Linked DNA regions of Mus musculus: region 2 is linked to region 1. A link is a contact called in public Hi-C data. All regions are on one chromosome and are shown on one strand. The core of a region is the stretch at or near the end of the contact, and the rest is flanking DNA. Distances in the headings are between cores, read along the strand shown.

The links. A called contact is a pair of places that touch in the nucleus more often than the background predicts.
Region 2: a contact with region 1 is called in a Hi-C map of B cells, with 7 read pairs. The contact joins the promoter of Tbc1d25 here to the enhancer-like site in region 1. A contact is called at or near these places in 1 of 484 Hi-C or Micro-C datasets (B cells) and 1 of 9 other capture datasets (liver).

What each region holds. Positions count from the first base shown.
Region 1 is chrX:7,712,004-7,716,132 of GRCm38.p6, reverse strand. No RefSeq gene overlaps it. Among named protein-coding and RNA genes, the nearest start is that of Wdr45, 8.2 kb to the left of the region's middle. Within about 2 kb of position 1,807, at least 373 of the 459 cell types and tissues checked have an H3K27ac peak or open chromatin away from gene starts, as enhancers often do. A contact at or near this core is called in B cells and liver, where this site is marked.
Region 2 is chrX:8,173,905-8,177,774 of GRCm38.p6, reverse strand. It overlaps Tbc1d25 (TBC1 domain family, member 25), which reads left to right and starts at 1,851. Exons shown (of 6, transcript NM_172478.4): 1 at 1,851-2,064; 2 at 3,465-3,574. The coding sequence starts at 1,942.

The sequences.
Region 1 (4,129 bases), core at 558-3,057:
CTCTGTTTTTTCTAAAAAACAAAAATATCTGTTCCTCTTGTCAGGTTCTTCCTTGCCCAAGACTAGACATGCCAATGTGTTTTGGGCAATCTGACCTCTAATTTGGCTCCTAAACATTTCTGCAGTGACCTTTCCAGAGGGGAGAATCGTAAATAGCAGTAAAGGCTTGTAAAAACTTCTTCCTAGGCAAGTAACAGAATTTCTGGAGAGAGTGTAAAGCTCACATTCTAGCTGGGCCAGCTCAGTTGCTTGATCAAAAGACTCCCCTTTGGGAGGCATACCGACTTTAAGCCAGGGTTTCTCAACATTTGGGTCACAACCCACAACTGGATCCCAACTAAGTCAACCGGAAAACAGATATTTGCTTTACAATTTATAACAGTAGTAAAATTAGTTATGAAGTAGCAGCGAAATAATTTTATGTTTGGGGGTCACCACAACAGGAGTAGCTGCATTAAAGAGTCACAGCACGACGAAGGTCGAGAACCAGTGTTTTAAGGCGTGTAAGTCATCACTTATAACAGTAAGAGATATCAAATGGCCAACATATGCTTGCTACGTTTGAAAAAGAAGCATAATAAATGGGGAGAATAGTGAGGATTTTTTTTTTTTAAATCAAAAGTAGTCTCAGCCGGACATGGTGGCGCACGCCTTTAATCCCAGCACTCGGGAGGCAGAAGCAGGCGGATTTCTGAGTTTGAGGCCAGCCTGGTCTACAAAGTGAGTTCCAGGACAGCCAGGGCTATAAAGAGAAACCCTGTCTCGAAAAACCAAAATAAATAAATAAATCAATAAATAAAATAAAATAAAAAGTAGTTAGTCTGGCAAGGACTTGAATTCTGAGATTTTTCTATTCCCCTTAGCTTTGGTTAGCCAATTGTGTCAGATTAGGAAGTCAAGTTCACACCATTGGGATAAAATGCAGTCAACACTTATACTAGGGACAAATGAAAGTAGTCATGTTGTCCCAGGTTTGCGTTCAAGCAGTCTTTTACGGCTGCCCCTGCCCACACCGGCCCTTCCTCCATTCGAGCTCCCAAGAATTACTATGCCCAGCTACTTTGCTTTCCATTTGAGTGCCCCTTTATGCAAAGCCAAGATTATTTATTGCTTGTTTCCAACACCGTGCACCCGTTTGGCTTGGATCTATGTAGACTAGGATGACCCCAAATTAAAAAATCAGCTTGTCTCTGCCTCTGTAGTGATGGGATTAAAGGTGTGCTCAACCATGTGCACAATAGGATTGATAACTTTTAATCTGCTACCTCAGAAAAGTTATGATAAGAGCTTCGACAGTAAACAAGTACCCTCCGCTGACGTTTTACCCACGACTAATTTTACAGACTGACGTGGTATTTGAACCCTTTACCCACGCCCGATGCCCAGTTCACAGGCTACAATCGCTGCGCATGCTCCAAGGCAGTCAGCAGGAACCTGACTGTGGAGGCGGAGCCACGTTATTCCCAGGGCCACAACCTCAGAAAGGAAGACCCGCCTCCATCCGGAAGAGGGCCAATCAGAGCTCATCAGGGCAGCTTCCGAACCAATGGCCTGCGCGAGTGCCTTGGGAGCCGGTTCCAAAAGGAAGGATTAGGGGGTTAGAGGAAAGCGGGTGAACGTGGTGGGTGGCATAGAGGCCTTCCGCTGACTCGATCTTACCATCCGCCAGAGTCACCACGCAGAAGACATACCATGACGGGGTTCTAGGGCGAGCGGACTGGTGGCCGTTCGTGGCCAGGCGCCGCTTCCTCACTCTGCCCCCTTCAGCAAGTGGAACGTCCCAAGATGGCCGCCCTCCGCAGTGGCGCGCGGGAGCGCGGGCGGCGGGCTCCGCTCCCGATTCCCCCCCTCGCCGTGCAGCCGTGTGGTTCCGTCCGGGCGGCCGCGCATGCGCCGGGTTGCAGGGGTCGCGACGTGGGCGCCCCCCAGGCCACACGCAGTGGTTTGGGCCACGCTAGCATCGCAGGCCTGGGATTGGTTACTTCCCGGAACACCAATTCTCAGGGTGGATTCAGTCCTGAGACCACAGCATTTGTGAGGGAAGACTTGCTGGGGCGACCTGGTTTTTATTTTCGAGACAATGTCGCATACTATGTATGTCCAAGCTGGCCTCGAACGTACCGTGCTGGCCACAATGGTCTAAAACTCCAGGAGATCCTCCTGCCTAACCGCTGAGCACTGAGATTACAGGAGAGGCCGAGGAGGGTGGGGAGGGGCTTGGGGAGTACTGAACATTACTCTGATATTTTATAAGAATAATAATCGGGAGCCCACCTTTTTGATCCAAGCACTCGGGAAGCAGAGGCAGGCAGAAGTCTGTGAGTTTGGGAACATCCTGGTCTACATGCCGAGTTCCGGGACAGGAACTTAGTGAAATCCTGTCTTCACATCCTCCCTGCCTCACCCCAAAGAAAAAGAATAAAGAATAACAAAAATAATAACAATAAGCTCTAAAGAGATGGCCCAGCTGTTAAGATCACTGGCTGCTCTTCCAAAGGACCGGGTTTAATTCTCAGCACCCAAATGGTGGCTCACAACTGTGTTTAACTCTAGTTCCACAGGCCTCAGGCACTCACAGGTGCACAGATGTAAACACATGAAAAACACCTACAAGATGTCAAATAAAAAAACAATTCCCTTTATATCTTCACCCATAACTCATGTCCATTACCTGCATACAGTCTTTCCTCATTGTCTTATACTTTGGCTTTCTTGTTCTTTTTCTTTTTATACTGTATCCAAATATGTTCACAGATCCCAAATAGGAGAAAACATGCATTTTTTTTCCTGAAATTGTGAGACCTTGCTTAACACAGTCCAAGACCATCTATTTTCCTGCAAAATTTTTAACTTCTTGTTAGAACTGAATAACATTTCATTTTTTTGTATGAAGCTAATGAAAAGTTGGTGTGCATGTGTGTGTGTGATTCTTTGCTATAATGATTAAAGCAACAATAAACATGGGGTGTCAATATCTCTCTGATAGGGTATGGAGTTATGATAGGCTATGACAGACTAGTTACCTAGGAGGAAGATAGCTGGGTCATATAGCAGTTCTATTTTTAATTCTTTGAGAAGACTCCAAACAATGGCTCTATTAATTTGTACCACCACTAACATTCTTTGTAACATTGTCATATTTATTGATAGCTATTCTGACTGGGGTTGGGTGTTACCTCAAAGTAGTTTTTATTTGCATTTTCCTAATGGCCAGGGATACTGAACACTTTCAAAGTTGTTATTGATTTTTTTTTTTGAGACAGGGTTTCTCTGTGTAGACCTCAAATTCAGAGATCTGCCTGCCTCTGCGTCAGGAGTGCTGGGATTAAAGTCATGCGCCACCACTGCCTGATCCATTTGTATTTTTTAAGTTGTCTGTTTTGTTCCCTGTCTCATGTGACGACCAGCAGGCTTGTTTCCTTGTTATTTAATTTCTGCAATTCTTTGCAAATTCTTGATATCACCACTTGTCTGAGGTATAGCTAGCAAAGTTTCTTCTGGAGGCTCTTTGCTCTGCCTACCGTTCCTTTGCTGGACAGGAAGTGTTTATTTTCATGCAGTCCCATCTCTTGATGTTTGGATTAGTTCCTGTGCTGTTGATGATCTATTAAGAAAAGCTCTTTGGGTCAGACATGGTGAAACGTGCCTTTAATCCCAGCACACCGGAGGCAGAGGTCTGGTCTACGTAATGAGTTGCAGGACTCAAGACTATGTTTGGAGAAGGGGGGGGGGAGAGAAGGAAAGAAAGAGAGAGAGAGAGAGAGAAAAGAAGAGAGAGGAGAGAGGGAGAGAGAGGAGAGAAAGGGAGGGAGAGGAGAGAAAGGGAGGGAGGAGAACGGGAGAGAGGAGAGAGAGAGGGAGGGAGAGAGAGGAAGAGGAAAGGAAGGAAGGAACCCAATACCTTGAAAGGTATTTCTTATGTTTCCTTCTAAACCTTTGAGCATTTCAGGTTTTAAATTATGGCATTTGATAGAGGTTGTAAGTCATCCAGTGTGGGGTCTGGGAAGCAAACCTGGTCCTCTGCAAAAGCAGCAAGCACACTTACCCACAGGGCCATGGCTCTAGCTTCTAGGTTCTTTTTGCAAAGAATGTTCTTGTTTTCTTTGTCAAAAAGAAAGTGGGTATAGCT
Region 2 (3,870 bases), core at 602-3,101, 460 kb before region 1:
TATGAGATGGCTCCATGGGTATAAGGTGTTTGTTGCCTTGCCTAGTGACCTGAGTTGGATGCACAGTACTGACCTGGAGGAAGGAGAAAACTGACTTCTGAAAGTTGTCCTTTGACTGTCTGTCACATGCATGCTGTGGCACATGCACACATACAATAAAATGTAATAAAAATTTTAGGGCTGGAGAGATGGCTCAATGGTTAAGAGCACCGACTGCTCTTCCAGAAATTCTGAGTTCAACTCCCAGCAACCACATGGTGGCTCACAACCATCTGTAATGGGATCTGATGCCGTCTTCTGGTGTGTCTGAAGGAAGCTACACTATACTCACATACATTAAATAAATAAATAAGTAAATAAATATAGAAAAAGATTTGAACTCCCCCGCTGGCTGTGGTAATGTCCATTTTTAATCTTAGCAGTCTGGAGGAAGAGAGTTCCAGGCCAGCTTAGTCTACATGGAGAGTCTCAGGTCAGCCAGAACTTCATAGTGAAAACCTATCTCATTTTTTTCTCAAAGAGCTTAAGACACTGGGCTGGGGTGGCCACACACCTTTAATCCCCACACTCAGGAGACAGAGACAGTAGGATATCTGTGAGTTTGAAGCCAACTTGGTCTTCAGAGTTCCAGGACAGCCAGTGCTACATAGAGAAACCCTGTCTTGAAAAAACAAACAAATAAGCAAATAAATAAACAAAAAGCATAAGATGTGTTCAACGATCTAACTCATATTTAACAAACACATATTTTTATTGTGACTGAAGTGCTGTGGACCTCCTGTATACTAGACATATGCTCTATCAATGAGATAAACCAGATAGAGCTTATAACAGGGCTGACCTCAACAAACTGTAATGATTAAGTAAAACAAAGACAATGTAGGGTCGGGCAGTGGTGGCACACGCCTTTAGTCCCAGCACTTGGGAGGCAGAGGCAGGTGGATTTCTGAGTTCGAGGCCAGCCTGGTCTACAGAGTGAGTTCCAGGACAGCCAGGGCTATACAGAGAAACCCTGTCTCGAAAAAACAAAACAAAACAAAACAAAACAAAGACAATGTAGGTCCAGCACTTTTGAGACAGAGTCTGAAGGTTAGCCTGAACTATATGAAAATGTCACAAAAAATAACAACAACAAAAAAACCTGGAAAAAAAGTTTAGGAAAGAAGTAGGACCTTCAGAAAGCATACAATGTTTGTTTTTTGGTAAATTACTTAAGGAAGTATAAACAAGGATTTAGACGTGTGTAAAACTTTATCCTTGAATATAAGTGTAAATTAAGAGATTGGGAGGTGGGCATGGAGAAGGTGGCACACACCTGGAAGTTCTTGGAAGTCTGAGGTTAAAAAAAAAACTGAAGTTCAAATTATCTCTGGGAAATTAGTGAGATTCTGTTTAGAAAGAAAGGAAGAAAGGAAGAAAGGAAAAAAACTAAACAAAAAAATCTTTAGAGTACTATTTTCCCCCTTCAGGATATTAATTCGAAGGGAAGTATTTGAAACCGATGACATCATCTGTCACCAAAGGCACGTGGCAATTCAAAGCCGGTTCTGGAACGTTTATGTCAGCACGCTGTGGCCTCCTTGCCTCCCTCTTGTCTCTCTCAAGCTCGTCCGTTTAACGCGGCGGTTCATGAATCCGGAAGTAAACTGCCAAAACAACGGCGCCACGGACCGGGCCAGGCAGGACCTGGACAGGCACTTACACACAGGCAGTAAAAAGTAAAATTCTCCACTCTGGGAGGCGGGGTTCCAGGCAAGAGCACTCTAGGCGCATGCTCAGATGCGACCTCCAGCCCAAGCCAGGTGGGAGGGGCAGGGTCCTACAGCACCTCTGCGCCTGCGCTCTGGTGCAAGGTGGGGCCGCGGGCGCCCGCACTGTTGGGTGTACGTTAGGGTACGGGTAACTATCGGTTATCACCTGGACAGAGACGACAGCGGCGGGATGGCAACCACCTCCGCGGCCTCGGACTCGGCGTGCTCGGCAGCGCCCCCGCCCGTCGGAGGTGCCCAGGCGGCCGCGGCGGTTGAGGAGGAGGAGCGTGAGGTGGTACGGGTCCGAGTCAAGGTGAGGCTAGCCTGCTTGGGCGCCCAGTGGACGAAAAGACCGTAACTGTCCTAGGATAGAGCATCAGACCTGAAATTTGGGGCGTGACTTGGAGACTGGGGGCGAGGCTGGAGAGCGGAATTGATAGAATGAAGGCGTGGGTTTTGGGGACTTGTCGTTGGGTGTGGAACTGTAGAGGAGACAGGGCCAATGGAGTGGATGGGTGGAGCCTACGGGTAGAGAGGTGGGTTGTAGGGTTACCGGAGGGGCCTCTGGAGTCCAGAGGAAGGAAGGAGGTGCTGTCGCTGTCAGAAGGGATAGTCCTAAAGTCAGTCAACAAATAGCTATTGAGAGTTCACTTTTGTCCATGTCCCACCCCTGAGCCCACGTGCTTGTGGGAGGGGGACAAAAACAATTAAATGAGATATTTTGAACATTGGTGAATATCAGGAGAAAGTGATAGGAAAGGTTAGGATCTCTAGGGAGTTACTTTACCCAAAGCTGTATAGGAAAATCCCCTAAAGAGGACTCAAGTCACAGAGACCTGGATAATAATAATAATAACAAAATGTTAGCATATGCATTTAGGATGGGAGAAGAGTTCTAGGTAGAGGGAACACCTAGATGAGTGTGGTATGTTCCTGTAGGTTCCCATATTGTTGGAGAAGGAAGCCTGGGGGCAAAAGTAATAGACAATCAGGAGGGAGAAGGGCACATAGGACAGCTTGTGACATATAACACACTCTGAGGAAGGAACCCGTTGTGATACCTGCAAGCAGTGACCGGTGGCTCAGACTGGAGTGCCAGAGATCACTTTTGGGGTGTTAGCGCTCTAAGGCAAAGGTTTTAGTAAGCCAGATGAAGTGGGAAGGATGTTCACTCTGAGAGAGGTCAGCACACAGAAGTCTGGAAAGCATGTACTCAAAGGAACTCTCAACAGTTTGATACCAGTAGAGCCATAAATACATCTCAGAGTGGAGGGAGGGCTAGCTCCAGCACCTAGGTTTGCTGTTGAAGAAGGATCTGAGCAACAAACAGTGTTACAGGGAGATTTGCACTATGGGGGGTGGGGGGGAGTCACTGATTTGATTGTGTCAAGCTGGACATGGTGATTCTGGCAACCATATTTAAGGGACTCTGGAAGGACTGGACACCTGGACTACTGCATTAGCCTTCGTTCCTGCCAGTCTGCTTTGGCAGAGCAAACATGGACCCTGTAAATTCAAAGGACATATCATCTTTTCTCTGCGCAGAGACTTCCTGTGACTTCCCCTCGCCCAGAACAAAAACCAAGAACATCTCACCTAAAACCTGGTCCCTCCCCTGTCTTCGACTCCTGCCTTCTGCCACTCTTTACCTTACCCACCCTTTCCACACGGTGATGTGCCCCCTCATGGCCTCCCCCTGTCCTCTTTCCACAGAAATGTGAGAGCTTCTTGTCCCCTGAGTTCCGCTCTTTTGCGGTGGATCCTCAGATCACCTCGCTGGACGTGTTGCAGCACATCCTCATCCGAGCCTTTGACTTAAATGGGTGAGTGGGAAGATGAAGCAGGGCGCTCATCTTAAAAGTCACTGCCAGGTTTCTGGGGTTTGGTTTTGTTGTTTGGCTGCTTTTTTTTCCAAATAATTCCACAGTGAATAGGTGTATCTTGCTTGGAATCTGTGAGAAAAGTCCTAAGAAAAAATTAGCAGTAGTATTTCTGGGCTACTTAAAAACTTTCAAGGAATAGCTGGGTGATGGTAGTACACACCTTTAATCCCAGCATTTAGGAGGCAGAGGTAGGTGGATCTCTGTGAGTTCAAGGCCAGCCTGGTCTACAGAACAAG